2 separate regions of the Mus musculus genome follow, and region 2 is linked to region 1. Evidence: chromatin contacts called from public Micro-C data. All regions are on one chromosome and are shown on one strand. The core of a region is the stretch at or near the end of the contact, and the rest is flanking DNA. Distances in the headings are between cores, read along the strand shown.

Evidence for each region. A called contact is a pair of places that touch in the nucleus more often than the background predicts.
Region 2: a Micro-C map of the HL-1 cell line shows a contact between it and region 1, with 5 times the contacts expected there. The contact joins the enhancer-like site here to the promoter of G730013B05Rik in region 1. A contact is called at or near these places in 22 of 484 Hi-C or Micro-C datasets (B cells, the C2C12 cell line, ECoMG myeloid progenitors and 12 more), 18 of 115 datasets of contacts at active chromatin or transcription factors (bone marrow-derived dendritic cells, bone marrow-derived macrophages, cardiomyocytes and 13 more) and 2 of 9 other capture datasets (adipose tissue and embryonic stem cells).

Annotation. Positions count from the first base shown.
Region 1 is chr16:50,522,177-50,529,710 of GRCm38.p6, reverse strand. G730013B05Rik (RIKEN cDNA G730013B05 gene) reads right to left here and starts at 3,466. Exons shown (of 5, transcript NR_040380.1): 1 at 3,329-3,466.
Region 2 is chr16:50,747,968-50,755,501 of GRCm38.p6, reverse strand. No RefSeq gene overlaps it. Among named protein-coding and RNA genes, the nearest start is that of Dubr, 19 kb to the right of the region's middle. Within about 2 kb of position 3,396, at least 100 of the 459 cell types and tissues checked have an H3K27ac peak or open chromatin away from gene starts, as enhancers often do. A contact at or near this core is called in the C2C12 cell line, the HL-1 cell line, adipose tissue and 7 more, where this site is marked.

The sequences.
Region 1 (7,534 bases), core at 2,217-4,716:
TGTGCTGTGTGGATTCTGTCCTAGAATTGAATATTTAAAATTTGCCTCCACTTGGACACAGCCGAGACTGCTGGCGGCTGAGAGCATCGCGCGCGCGTGGGGTTACACTCTCGGGTGTTTCTAATTTCGTTTTCATTATTTTCTCCCACTTCATTACCACCCTCCTCCCAGCGCACACGCGCTCGGCCGTATCCTAACTTGTTCGCTCATGTCCATCTTTGCCTTGGAGCTTTTGGCAAGAAGATATGAGAGAGATGGACGGAGGTGAGCGGAAGAAGGGAGGGCGGGGAAGAGGTAGAATCAGCTGGCAGCCCCGACTGTGTTTGCGTAGGTAGGGGGACGCCGGAGGAGGCTCTGCGGGGGGACAACTGAGAAACCCCGCACGCGCTCGTCGCCTAGGCGCCTGCACTGTGCGGATGCCAGCAGACGCCCGAGTCCACTGGGACCTTCGGGAGCTCGGCTGGCTCCGCTTTCCCGGACTGGCCGGGTCTAGGTTCCCGGGCGGCTGCAGGTACCCACGATGCGCATCCCCGGGGGACAGAAAGACCGGGGCGGCGCCCGGATCCGAGAGCCCCTGGGCGCGGCCGAGACTCTTGGGGCCCCTGGGCGCGGTGCTACCGGGACACGGGCGGCCACCGATCTGGCGGAAGCAGAGTCTGCGGGGAGGAGCTGCCTCGCCCCGGGCGAGCCGCAGGGCTCCGGAGGCCCCGGGGAGGCCGTGCTGGGCTCCGCGCGTTCCCGCTGTGCGCCTTGGCGCGGGCACCAGGAGCCGCCCCCCGCGGGCGGCCACTTCCCGGATGGGGCCGCGCTGTTCTCCAGGACAATCGGGGCTCCTCCCCTCGCCGCGATCTTTCTAGGAGGCTACCTCCGAGATTGCCTGGCGGCTTTCTCCCTGGCGCTACCCTCGGGCTTCTCTCACTGAAAGCCCCGTAAGAAGCACATGCGGGCGGCTCGGCTAGAGATCCTTCACAGCCGCAGGAAGCCAATGGGGAACGGAAGTTCATTTGCGATTGCCCTGATTCTCGCAAAGTTACGTGCTCTGTTTTCAGCCTGACCAACAACACAGAAAATGTAATTCTGCTTTGTGTGTGTGTGTGTGTGTGTGTGTGTGTGTGTGTGTGTGTGTGTGTTTCGAAATCAGTCGTACCTAGTGACTTTCAGAGGAACCGTGGATGGATCTAGGAGAGCCGTCGTCACGCGGCAGGATCTGGCTAAAGAGACTCAGTCCCTTCCTCTCGGCTCACCCACTCTAATGGGAGTGCTAGCTTTCAATTGTTTTTCTTAATTATTGTGAGCCTCACGATATAAAAGTATTAATATGACAGAAATTGGGCATAAAATTTAAGTAGATCTCCCAAATAAGCATTAGATTTCTTGGGTCAGTAATACCCGGGATAATAGAGAACTTGAGTTTTATAACAACAAAGGAAACTTTACTCTTTAAAAGAAAATTATTATTTAGCAAACACTTACGAAGATTCTATCTTGTATCAAAACCACCCATATACACACCACTGTATTCTGTGAATCATCTGCTACGGTTCATTATACAAGCGGGCAGAACACTGGATATTTTGAAAGCCTTGTATCATTTTACTGTTCCAGAGTCAATAACAAGTAGATATTGTTTTTATATAAGATTGAAATATTGGTTTTATGAGACATGAGAGGTGATCATTCGAGTTAGTCCTCGCAGCTAATGCCACGAAGGGATTGAAGCAACCAGTCTGCCGCAATCTTCTCATTCTTGGACCAGATTTACAAAGATGTGTATTAAAACCTCTTCAGTTGGATGTGATGTAAAACAAAGCTTGTTAACAACCCCCCATTCCCAATCAGAAAATAACTCCAACGTATTTAACCAAAATTAATTACTGTATCAAACAGATAGTTCCACTCTCAAAATATGGAATTAACCAAGGTGTCCATTAGAAGAAAATGTATAGTAAAATATTCAGACCTTAAAAATGAACTAAATCAGGCAGGCCAGTGGTGGCCCATGCCTTTAATCCCAGAACTGGGGAAGCAGAGGCAGGCAGATCTCTGAGTTGGAGGCCAGCCCGATCTACAGAGCGAGTTCTAGGATGGGAAGGGTATGGGGAGAAGTGTACTAAGCACGAAATCACAGTAGGAAGAATTACTGGGCTTTCTGTAGCTCTGAAATGTAACTGTTGGTTCTCAGACTCTATGATAAAATGTGAACGTTCCACCTTTCACACTCCTCCATGGTTCCATTTGCTAGAAGAGCTTGCTGTCTCCAGTGCATATATTGTATCTATGGACTGAATCCCAAAATCTATGGACTATATCCCAAAAGATGAACAAACATTTATAGCTCAACAAAATGTATAATAATAATAAAAAGAGACTGTTAAGCATTCTGTCTAAACTCCACCCCCACAGTTACCTGGCAACAGCCAGGTATGCTTCACCCCACAGTTACCTGGCAATAGCCAGGTCGGCCTGACCTACTATAAAAGGGGCTGCTTGCCCCCTCCTCCCTCTCTTATTTCTCTCTTGCTCTTCTCTTCTTGTTTCTGCTCTGTCCCCTTATCCTTCCCCATTCCCTTCCCCCCTCTCTCCACGTGCTCATGGTCGGCCTCTACTTCTCTACTCTCTCTGCCTTTCTCTGCCCCTACTACCCTCTTAACTCCCCTCCCCATGCCCTGAATAAACTATTCTATACTATACCATCGTGTGGCTGGTCCCTGGAGGGAAAGGGATGCCTTGGCATGGACCCCCTGAGACATCCCCTTCCCTCATACCTCACCACACGCCTATAGAACATATCACTCCTTTTCTTTATCTTTTTATAAACACATCAGAGACCCTCCAAGAAGAGAATTGTCTGCTGACACGGGGGCAAATTGAAGAATGAGGTCTGGACACAGTGCACTGCAGAATGAGGTCTAGAGAGTCTTGTGCCTCCTTCCCAATTTCCTTTCTACCGCATCCAAACCACACTGCCTCAGCCCAGAAGTAAGAATGTGAATAATTCAGCAGCTACAATAAATGGACAGTCCGGTCTAGATTGCCCCCCCCCAGCCCCCTTCCTCTGCTAATTGCTTGCCTTCTGCATATTTGACTGTTGTCAAGTCTGTCTCCCAGAGGGGGAGAGAAACCCAGTAGAACTCAATTATTTCCTTCCTGCTAATGCCAACCAGTAATTCCAATATAAAAAAGGCAGGGGTAAAGAATTTATGGGAGAATTTACTAGAGATGTTCCCTTAAACAAATCTTCCGATGACCCTGGATTTAATTTCCATGCCACTGGTGTCTCCCCCAGTCACAGGAAAGTCTTGGACATGGCTAAATGGGTGTTGCTCACCTAAATGTGTCTTCCAGACTTTTCTTCCTGTCCATCCCGCTGGTGATAATTAAGACGCCGGGAAAATAAGAAAGAAATGGGAGTGATTTGCTGAGCTATTCTACTTTCGTTTTGGGGGTAGGGGGAAAAGAGTTCTATTTCGAGAATCCTTTTGTAAGCTGTGTGAAGATATGTTTCTGTCCCGCCTCACCTGCCTACGGCATTCTCTGATTGGTTTAATGAACTGCCAATAGTTAACCAGGAGAGGATAGGCAGAACTTCCGGGTAGAAAGAGGAACACCAGGAAAGACTCACAGGCCGGGATTGCACCAGCCTTGTTAAGTTGGTTGTATGGTTGTATACGGACCGAGGAAAGGTAATGAGCCACACAGCAGAAAGCAGATTGGTGTAAATGGGTTAATTTGAGTTATAGGAGTTAGTTGGGAACAAGCCTAAGTAAGCAAAGGCCTTAAGCATTGATAATTATTGAAACGTCTCCGTGTTGTTACTGGGAATTGGCATCTCGGAGACAGTACAGTTCTAGGTTACAGCATCAAAACAAAAACAAACAAACAAACAAAAAAGCTGGCGAGATGGCTCAATGGTTAAAAGTACTTGTTGCTCTTGCAGAGAACGTGGGGTGGGTTCCCAGCACCCACATGGTGGCTCACTACCATCTGTAACTCAGGTTCCAAGGGATCTGACGTCCTCTTTTGTTCGATGTGGGTATTGGGCATGCGTAGGGTACGCATACATACAGTCAGGCAAAGCACTCATACACATAAAATAAAAACAAGAATGAACTGAAGTGGCAGTATCCCCTCTTCAGCCCTAAGCACTGAGTGCCGACCACTAAACAGCCTGCTCACCGCATTCCTACTTCTCCTCACTCTTTTTTCTCACTTTCTCTTGGATATAAAGATGTTGACAGTCTGGACAAACCCCAGAAGAATGCTGCCCTTTCTCAATAACTAATACATCATTTTCTTTATTAAAACCATTTGCAGACCCATGCAGTGGCTGCTCACGGCTTTGGGCCCAGCACTTGGGAGGCAGACTCAGGCAGATCTCTAAATATGAGGCCAGCCTGGTTTACAGGACAGATTTACAAAGTGAGTTACAGGACAGCCAGGACTACACGGAGTTAACCTGCCTCGACAGACAACAAACAAACAAAACCATGGCTGATTCTGCATCAACCAGCCGAGATAAAACTCTTCCTCAGACTAAGAAAAAGAAAATCTTCAGGATACACCTCTCAGCACTCTCCGCGAAAGTTCGATAAACACTTAACAGGCTGCATGTAACACTGGCCCCTACTCCATGTTCCCTGTGTGACTTTATCCTCGGCCTGGTGTTGCGCAGTGCCTGTTACAGCAAAGCCCGCCTGACACATCAACACCTAAGCGTGAATTCTTTTCCAAGGCCTACCTATGTCCCTCAGAGAATTCCTTTTCACTTGTGAAGGGACAGCTGCTGTTTATCATACAGTTCCCTTTCACAGCTCTGCTGTGAGACTGCTGTCGCCATCGCTCCGCCCCCTTTCTTTCTTTTCTCCTCTTTCTTTCTTTCTTTTTTTTTCTGTTATATTAGTGTTCTTTGGGAACTCAAACATAAGCTCTCTGTTTAGTGTAACTGAAAACTTAGGAAAAGAGCTGAACTCATTATCAAGTGTTGCTTACAACTTTAAATAATGTGCTTAGTGAGTTTAAAGCATCAGATCCACTTATACACACTGCAAAATGCTCCCACGCAAGTTTTGGAAACAGAGGGAAACTGTATTCAATATATTTTTTGTGTTATTCCAAGACTTTAAACTATAGTCATTCTACTTGAAAAGTTTTCTGGAGATTAAAGCAAAACTGAGAATATAACTTGAAAATATGACAGAAATATTCTCTAACCATAAACACATCCTGTTTCCTGGTTTTTCAAAAGGAGACCCTGTAATCCTAGCCCCAAGCACTCTGCCCTCACACCGACACAACATTTGAGTGTAGGTTGAGCTGTTGTAAATTGATCTAACTTTAAACATCCACGCTTCCAGGAACTTCCAGTTCTAGCTCGCTGCTGGTCCAGCTTCTGTCTGGTGAGCCCCTAGCAGCTTCCTTCACTTTGTCAGTCATTCCCATCTACATGTCTTTGTTCTCCATTCGTTCCGATGCTTTTGATAAATTATAGTGACTTGTGCACTTGGGACATTTTACTTAAGGAAGTCATCCACAAACTTTCGCCATGGATAGCTTAAATGTTCTCAAGGAACAGAAAAAACTCACGAAGAAGCCAAGAAGATTCTAGAATCAGCCAGTACAGCATTCTTTCACTAGCTGGACATAATTAATTAATTTTAAAATTTCCATCTATATTATGTGTGAGGCTGAGCCAGGAATGGCCTTCCAGACTGATAGGGGAATTCTGTTTTATCCAACATCTTCAATTAAAATTGTCAGAGAAGTTTCAACTGCTGTTTAGGAATGGGTAAATGGGTTCTTCACCGTCAGGGACCATAAGAGTGAGCCAGGACCAGGCAAAGTAGTAGTTTAGCATCGGTGCATTTCCCATGTCGGGTTAGTTCTCAAGTAAAGAACGTGGATATTCCCACAGAATATGCGTATACTTACATTTATAAATAAAGTATTTATGAGCACCTCTGGAGGGCTTCTCGGTCACAAACAGGTCTCATGGAATAAAAGGTCTCTGTCTCTGGAGTGGTTGCTAAGCCTTCAGTATAACAACACTGTGCATATCACATACACTAGTTTAGACACACAGTGCGATGCACACAGTCAGGAGTGCAGAGAGGAGCCTGAGAAGTGGCAGGAATAGCATTTCTACACAACACAACTTCTTTTCATACCACAAGAGGGAAGAAGTGAGAGAGCGAGACTCTTCAGGCCTAAGAAAAGTCTGGTGAAAATTAACAAAGTCGATTTCAGAAGAGAGATTATATTCTCCAACAGAAGCATTTGAGAAACTCTTGACTCAAGGCTATGTTTCATAAGTTACATATTCAAAAATAAGATTTATAAAATTCTCATTCTTTTACACTCATTTGGGTTCCTTTTTTTAATGAGTTCAATGACTTTCAATGTTTCAGTTTGCAGCACAATTTAAAAAAAGGCAATTGTCTGAGTTGTTTAGGCATTGAAATAAACTGACCCTCCTTAGATTTACATCAGCTTAAATTAGAAGAGGCAGCGCAGTATTTTGGAGCTACGTGGAGCTAGATGATCAGGTTCAAACCCTGGTTTGCCCATGTGCCAGCTTCATGACCTACCGTTGCTTCTTCCTCGTTTGCTTCATCCCTCTGGGGCCTGGTGAGAGCATGTCTCTGATGCAGGTTTTGCATTTTTTCAGTTAAGATAAATATCCTTTGAAATAGAAGAAATATCTAAGTTGGTTCTACTCTGAAAAATGGGATTTTCTGAATTAGACCCCAAGAAACCACTTTTTCACACATTTCTCCAGCTTGTCCTGCACTGCCCTTGATCAGTTAGAGGAGTTCCAATCCTCCCCTGGCTGCCAGTTCCCCACAGGTCCTACAGCATGAAGGGCAGCAGTAAACCGGATTGCCCAATCTGGTACTTGCCCGATCTGCTGCTGTTCTCCATATTCCCGTTACGATGCATTCACTTCTACTAACTGACTTTACTGGCTTCATTAGTAGCATTTATGACAGACATACGAAGAGAAGAGAAGAGAAGAGAAGAGAAGAGAAGAGAAGAGAAGAGAAGAGAAGAGAAGAGAAGAGAAGAGAAGGGGGAAAGGAAAGGAGGGAAGAAAAAGAACGATCTTTGGAAACTATGGAATTGTGAATGTAAAAGGTGATCACTTGCTCTTTTCAAGAACGGAGCTTTGGTCAGTTTGGACCACCACACGGCAACAACATGAACCACCGAAGAGTGGGAAGATGCCCCTGCTGGTAAAAGTGCTAACCATGCAATGATGGCTTGAGTTCAGTCCTCCAAGTTTGATTTCCAGACCCTGTATCATATATGATACTGTGATAGAAACTTGTAATCACAGCACACCTACTGTGAGGTGGAGTCCGGACAATTACCCGGAAGCTTGTAAGAAGAGAAGAGAAGAGAAGAGACGTGGAACAAGGCTACAGAGATACAGTCTCAAAGGATGGGCAAATCCAGAGACATAAATTACAACCAATGCTGAAAATTATAATCAATAATGGTATATTATAAAACAATTGATGATAGATTCTTCTAACTC
Region 2 (7,534 bases), core at 2,147-4,646, 230 kb before region 1:
TTTAGTCCCAGGGAGCTCTGGGGGTACTTGTTAGTTCATATTGTTGTTCCACCTATGGGGCTGCAAACTCCTTCAGCTCCTTGGGTCATTTCTCTACCTCCTTCATTGGGGACTCTGTGCTCCGTCCAATGGATGGCAGTGAGCATCCACTTCTTCATTTGTCAAGCACTGGCAGAGCCTCTTTAGAGACAGCTATATCAGGCTCCCATCAACAAGCTCTTGTTGGCATCCACAATAGTGTCTGGGTTTGGTGGGTGTTTTGGGGATGGATCCCCAGGTGGGGCAGCTATTAAAAACAACGAATTTATGAAATTCGTAGGCAAATGGATGGATCTGGAGGATATCATCCTAAGTGAGGTAACCCAATCACAAAAGAACACACATGATATACACTCACTGATAAGTGGATATTAGCCCAGAAGTTCAGAATACCCAAGATACAATTTGCAAAACACATGAAACTCAAAGAAGAAGGAAGATCAAAGTGTGGATACTTTGATCTTTCTTAGAAGGGGGAACAAAATACCCATGGAAGGAGTTACAGAGACAAAGTTCTTTACAACATTTAACCTCACCTGTCCCTGTGAGTCACCGAGTGAAATTTTGCAGTGCCGTGGGGATCGTCCCTCTGCGTTTCCAACCGACCTCTGGCTGTTGCTTGCATGTATGCTATGATAACCATTTTCTTGCCTTTTCTCGGTATAAAGAGGGACTTGATCGTGACACTGCTTTGTCTTTGCAAATTGCAAGGAAAAGCACCGTCTAAATTTTCATTTATCAAAAGAATCAATTGTTCCCCCTTCCTCTGTGGTTCACTCCTCCCAGAAGGGATCCCGCATTCTTCACTCTTTTCATTTTATGATACCCAACAAAGAACGGGGAAAGGCTACACTGGGAAGAACAGTGCACGGAAATAGAGAAGTGGAGGTCATTTTCTAGTTCCCCGAAGGGGTCTGTGATCCATTGCTATCCTTGTTTTTCTCTTAATAATAGGCTGACCAAGTTGACCTTCTTCTAGGGTCAAATATCAGCAGTTAGGTACTCGATGCAGTGGCCTCAGACAAGGGCACTGCCTGCTCTCGGTACTCGATGAAGGAGCCTGAGGTGAAGACGTTCATCCTCTAACAAGCCATCTGGGACCCTTGAGGCCTTAGGAAAGGAACCCACACTGAAAATCACCTATGTGAGTACAGTAAGAGTAGAAGAAGAGAAAAATAATAACTTGCCTTCCCTATTTAGGCAATAGGCCTGCCTGCAAAAGCCAGAGCTTGGCACTTCTGTATTCCCAAATGTCTCCCTGCCACCCCTTCTCACTTTCCAGTTGTCTCCAGATTTTATTTTGTATCCACTTTAGCTATGAGGTCACAGTTAATCCTTGAAGAATGTGTCTTGCTATAGGCAGAAACCTGATTCTTTCTGGGGACCAAAAGAAAAAAAGAAGACAAAGAAGAAGAAGAAAAGAAAAAAAAAAAACAGTAGACTTTGGGAAAACTGCAGTTGCTTTTGCATGTACAGGGAGAGCTTTTAGAGTCATTAGACTTAAAATGTTCTGTTTGTGAGACTGTCAAAAAGTTACTGCTCCCTGGAGGTTCCCCTAAGCCCCTCCCACTGACTCATGTCAGCTTGACTGCAGCTGCTCAAAAGCATGGGAATTTAAAAGCTTGCCACACAAGTGCAAGAGCTGTTGCCAGAACCGCTGCCACCAGACTGAATGGAAAGTCCCTACTGCAGAAGGTGTGGGGAGGAAGGGCCATCAACGGCAAAGCAGTGGAATGCAGGGTTGATAGAGATAAAAAGAAGCAGGAAGGAAATCACAAGTTCTCGGAGCTGCAAACTATTTCACCCTTTGACCTTGGGAAAGAAAACTCTCAGAACTTCAGTGTCCCTCTTTTGGAGAGGTTTTCTTTGACTTAAACTTTCCCTAGAAGTCAGAACTGATAAGTTGCCCATCATACCACTGGTCTAATATTTTTTTCATCAATGCTCAAAAGAAACTTCAATAGGAAGTTTTACTTTTGCTTTATTGTTATTATTTCCAGCCTAATAAAGTCCCAGCATTTTCCAGGGAAAGTATGTCTTAGCTCTCTGGTCCAGAAGTCCCCAGAGCCCAGGAAACGAGGTAAACAACGGCAGAGCCATGAGGCAAACTCCATTACTGCAGAGTTCTTCTCTTTGCCCCTTTCCACACCCCCTTCTGGAGTTCTGTAATTTTCCCATCTCACGCGTCAAACAGGAACATGATTTCACAAGCATCCATCCAAGGTATAAAAGGGAACATGGCTATTTTTGTCAGTCACTCTACCTTCAGAGATAGAAAGGACGGATGGAGGACGGAGCGGGCAAAGCTGGAGAAATGCTCTCTGGGTGTGAGCATTGATGCTGACTGCTCCCGCGGAGGGCAGGGGTTCAATTCCCAGCGTTCACTTGACAGCTAACAACCGTCTGTAATTCTAGTTCCAAGGGATCTGATACCTTCTGATCACTGAATACACGTGGTGCACAGATACGTGTGCAGGAAAAACACCCATACACATAAAATTAAAGATACAAAGGAAGCCGTTCTCGTGGCACTAAAATCTCCACGGCGTGCTTTATGGGGACTTCCTATTTAAACTGGACATCACAGTCCATCCATAGCTCACAATGAGACATATTGGAGATGGGAATGTAAAAAAAATACTGCAAATTTCTCCAGAAATACCTTTGTTTATCCCCCCCATCCACCCAAATGCAATGGTGCTCGTTATACCTGCTTGCCTACGCTGAAGCCCTTACCCCAGACAGAAACATCTTCAGTGCTTGTGAGAGAAAGCCTGCCTTGCTAGAAATGGTGTCTTCCGGAGCCTTTCTTCTTCTGTTAGGAAAACTTCTGTTAATGCTCTCCTTCCTTAGAGTTGATCCAGCCTGAGAGCACTTCAGACTGAGTCTCTTTCTCATGCCTGGAACCCCATCGCCACCGGCCCATCATCCCTAGTCGCGGCATCCCTAGACGGCTTCCTGCCACTTTGCATTGGGATCTTCATTTGAGGTGGGTCTTGTGGAAAGCCCGACTGATTCATTTTCTGCCAGGTTCCCAGTACATTTCCACAATGATCCGAAACTATTTATAACCGCTTTACTTCCTGGAATGTTTTTGCTGCGCCAAGGAAACTTCTAAAGTTTAAGGACGTCACTTTAGAACTGGCTGCTTGGCTCTGGTCCTACTTTCTTTTTAAATTCTGAACTAACAACAACTACAAAAAAAAAAAGAGCTGATGTTTAAACTGTCTCTATTAAATTGCCTTTCATTTATTTGTTTATTTTTGATAAGATTATGCCTCTTCAGCAAAACTCTTCACTCTCAGAGGACAAAAACTATGCCAGCTATTTACTGGTTTGCTTGTTCATTCCTTGCTTACTGCCACACTCCTTCCTGAGGTCAGCCCATAGCAAACCTACACACAGTGGGAGCACACACAGCAGCATATAGGTGTTGGAATCAACAAGGTATTTTGGCATTAATGTCTGCATTTCGGGTGGGCAATGCTTTTAGCCCTATAGAAAAATAAAAATGGAAATATTTGAAGGTTGGCCTATGAAATGCAAACTGACCTTTCTCTCATAGCTAAAACCTGTGGACTGGGAAGGGGTACATAATCCCCATACTAGAAGGCAGGATAATACCACACGGACTTGTCATCGAACAGCTATACATATCAGTGCAGCCCCTGATCCACTTAACCTCCTGTTTACATCTTTTTCAGATGTGTGTCATGTGTCCAGATGTTTGACACTGTGCCACAAAACTCTCATGGACAAATGTGGCAGAGCGAACCTCGTTCTGGGATGTGAGCTGACCACGGGGCAGAGCGGGGGAGGGCACTGCGCATGCCTGCAAGTGCACTCTGCTCTTTTCATTAGACATGACTTCTTTCACGCTCTGCCATTGCTTCTTGCAAGAATGTTTATGCTACACATTGTTATAACTATTAAGCTTTATCCTTGTACACATTTGTGGATTTTGAATTTTTAGAACTAGGTAGATGGCTTAGAGGGTAAAAACACTTGCTACCAAGCCGGACAACCTGACTCCGTCTCCAGAACCAATAAGATAGAAGGAGAGACCTTACTCCAGGCAGTGATCCCCTGACTGCTGCATGCCACACACTAAATAAATGTAAAACTTTGCTTAATTTTATATTTAAATTTTTTAAATTAAAATCTTTAGTATTTATATCACTATTCACATATATTCATTTTATTGACTAATGGATTTGTTATTGCATTCATATATTATACATATAATTACATCATTTTATATACAATAATGTATGTTGTATATATTCATATCCTATTACTTTCTCCTGCCCTTCCTACTGGTTTCCTCCCACTTTCCAAATAGCTTCTGTCTTCTTTCAACTCTTTTTAAATTAAATCTAGATTTATATATGAGAAAAATGTGGTATTTGTTTTTCTGAGCCTTGTCTGTTTATTCTAAAGATTTCCAATTCTCTCCATCTTCCTGTAAATGATATATCTTCCTAATGGTTGACTAACACGTGTGTGTGTGTGTGTGTGTGTGTGTATGTGTGTGTGTATAATAAAGTGTGTGTACATATAATACGTATATGGACAGAAAAATAAACTGAAATGCCATTTCTAAAATAGAGATCTTCTTACTGACATTCTTTCTGGGCACCTCAGTCACATCAAAATCTTCAAGAGTTCTCTCCGGATATGGACAAACAGTAAGCAGTTTTCCCAGGCATCTGAGGCCTCCCAGAACTTCAAGGTTCAAAATCAGAGCTGAAACTGAGAAAGGATCAGGCAAACCAAGAGCAGTTGGCCATTCTTCAGACCATGTCCCTAAGTCATTCATTTCACTGCTGAACACACCAAAATTCACAGAAAACACACCAAAGACAAGCAGCTATTGACCCAAGCCACCTCTATGCCACACTAATAAGACTTTTCATCATGGTGACAAATCCCTGAAAGAAACAGTTTACAAGGAGAAAAAGCTTTATTTGAGGCTCCTTGTGGTCAGCGGTTTCAGTCCGTGGCTTGCTACTCATTACTGGGAGCCTATGAGCCTGTGGTGGGACAGAATAGCATGGCAGTTTGAGGGCAAAGTAGATCAGAGCTGGTACCTTGAGACAACCAGGAAGAAGAGAGATCATGGAGTTGAACCTTCAGCTTGTTGGACAATTCTATCCACATTCATGGCAGGTCCACCTCCCAGCTATGGTCAGTTATCTCTGGAGTTTTAGATACTCTTAAATGTGTGCTTTAGATTCTCCTAGGTGTTTCTCAATCCAATCAAGTTGCCAGGAAAGCATAATTGTCCTAAATGCTGTTCCTCTTCGAGCTTCTCTGGGGAACATCCAGCTCTGGGATATGTTGTGACCTCACAAACCTAATCTGCAGATTCATTGTTCATCCTTCCCACCTATTGTTAAAACTTGTGAGGGGCCAGATCTATGCAGCTCTGTATTTTCAGTGCTTAAATCAGTCTCCGATCAATAAAATGCACGTGACATTTGTTTTAGTTTGTTTTGCTTACTTTCTTTGATGAACTAGGTGGTTTTAATTGACAAATTTATTTATTCAAATTGTATCAAGAGGGCCCATTCTATAGTAAAGATGGCTGTCCAAGGTTATGACTAACGACCTTGTATGCTAATTTTATTATATCTGAGTATTATTAGGCTACAACTAAACTAAAAGGCACCCTTAAAAAATACTTATCAGTGACTTGTATTGTTTTGATTAACTAGAGGAGGGCTGATGGGAGGAGACTATCCTACCACAGAATTAATCGGAAACATAGCTGTCCTGGGAGCTAGAGTTTCAGCCAACAGAACAAGATGAAAGCACATTTTCCCCTCCATTACTGACCCTCACATTTTGCCTTAAATTATTCGTGGAGGGGCTGGAGTGGTTAAGAGCCCTTGCTATTCTTGCCTAGGATGCAGGTTCAAGTCCTAGCACCTAGAGGTGACTCACAACTGTCTGCAGCTGCAGATCCTGAGGGGTCTGGTACTCTTTTAGCCTCTGGGGAAATTATGTATATATGTGCTACACAGGCAACATAATGGAGATATTTTAGTCTTTTAGTTTTTTTTATTACTCTTGTTTTGTTTCGGTTTGGTTTTTGGTGAGACAAAGTTTGCCCTGGTACTATCTATACAGATCAGGGTAGCCTCAAATTCAGAGAACCCAGTGTCTCTGCCTTCCAAGCCTGCACCACCACACCCAGCCTGTTTTATTACTTCTTGTGGTTGATATGCAAAAACTTTCAAAAGGTTGATGCGTTGAAAACTTGGTCGTCACTGAAATAGGATTCAGAGACAATTGGATTATGGAGGCTCTAACCTCATCGGTGGGTTAATCCATTGATGGGTTCATGGCTGAACAGGTCATTAGGAGGTGGGGCCTAGTTGGAAGAGGTAAACAGGGAACGTGCTATGGCTATAAACAAAGATATTTTGAAGGCATCTTGGTATCATGACAATTAAGCTAAAAGAGAGTAGTAGGCTCCCTGAGGGGTCTAGGTATTGTTTGGGGACCCCTGGGGACCTCCATGACCAACAGCTCACAAAGAAGCACTCTAAACCTGACACTGGCATTCTAGTTTTCTTTAATAACTCATGGCTTCCAGAAACCGCAGTGTCCAACCCTCTAAAGCAGTAGTTCTCAACCTGGGTGTCACATATCAAATATTTGGCATGTTTTTATAGCTACTATTACTTCCTGTCTCTCCTCCCTTATGTATCTGGCCAATAGCTTTTCTCTACTTTCCTGGAACCTAGGGATACACACACATCTAAATATCCAATGAGAAGATTTCCATATGAGAAAGAATAGTTAGCGTCTGTCTTTCTCTGCCTGTGTTACTTCACTTGGTGTAATCCTTTCCAATTTCACACCTTTACCTGATTATCTCATAATTTCGATTTTTAGAAGAAAATAAATTCCCTTTCTTTTCTCCAGTGTGGCTTTTGGCATCTTCATTACGATTCTGAAGCACCCAGGAGTCTCCCCACACCTTGATCTGCTAGGGAAATGGCCAAGCCCATAGTGACTGCTAGTGTGTCATTCCTATGTGTGCTTTGTTGAGATGGTCCTGTGGTGAGACGTGTTTAGTGACTCTCCAGTCTACTTGACACAGACACCCAGCTTCTGCTGGAAGAGCCACTATTCACTTTAATTATATTAATATTGTCATTGTCATTGTCATTGCCGCTCTGTTAATGCTGTCACATGTCCAACCATGTGTTCTCATGTACATGTGTATACCCTCCCAGAATGGGAGGAAGTGAAGTCACATCTATTGTGCATGCACCTAAGCACATACTATAGCAAGGATGTGGAAATGTGTTATAAGATCAGAGCCATGTGTAACATTGCGTCATGAGGGAGAAATGATTACAACGGTTGCTTTAGAATAACGAATCCTACTGATGTGAAGAAAATTAAAAGTATGTACTACTTGCTCATGGCAGGCAACGAATTGTGCCCGGTGATTTTGTATCGACTTACACAAACTATCTGA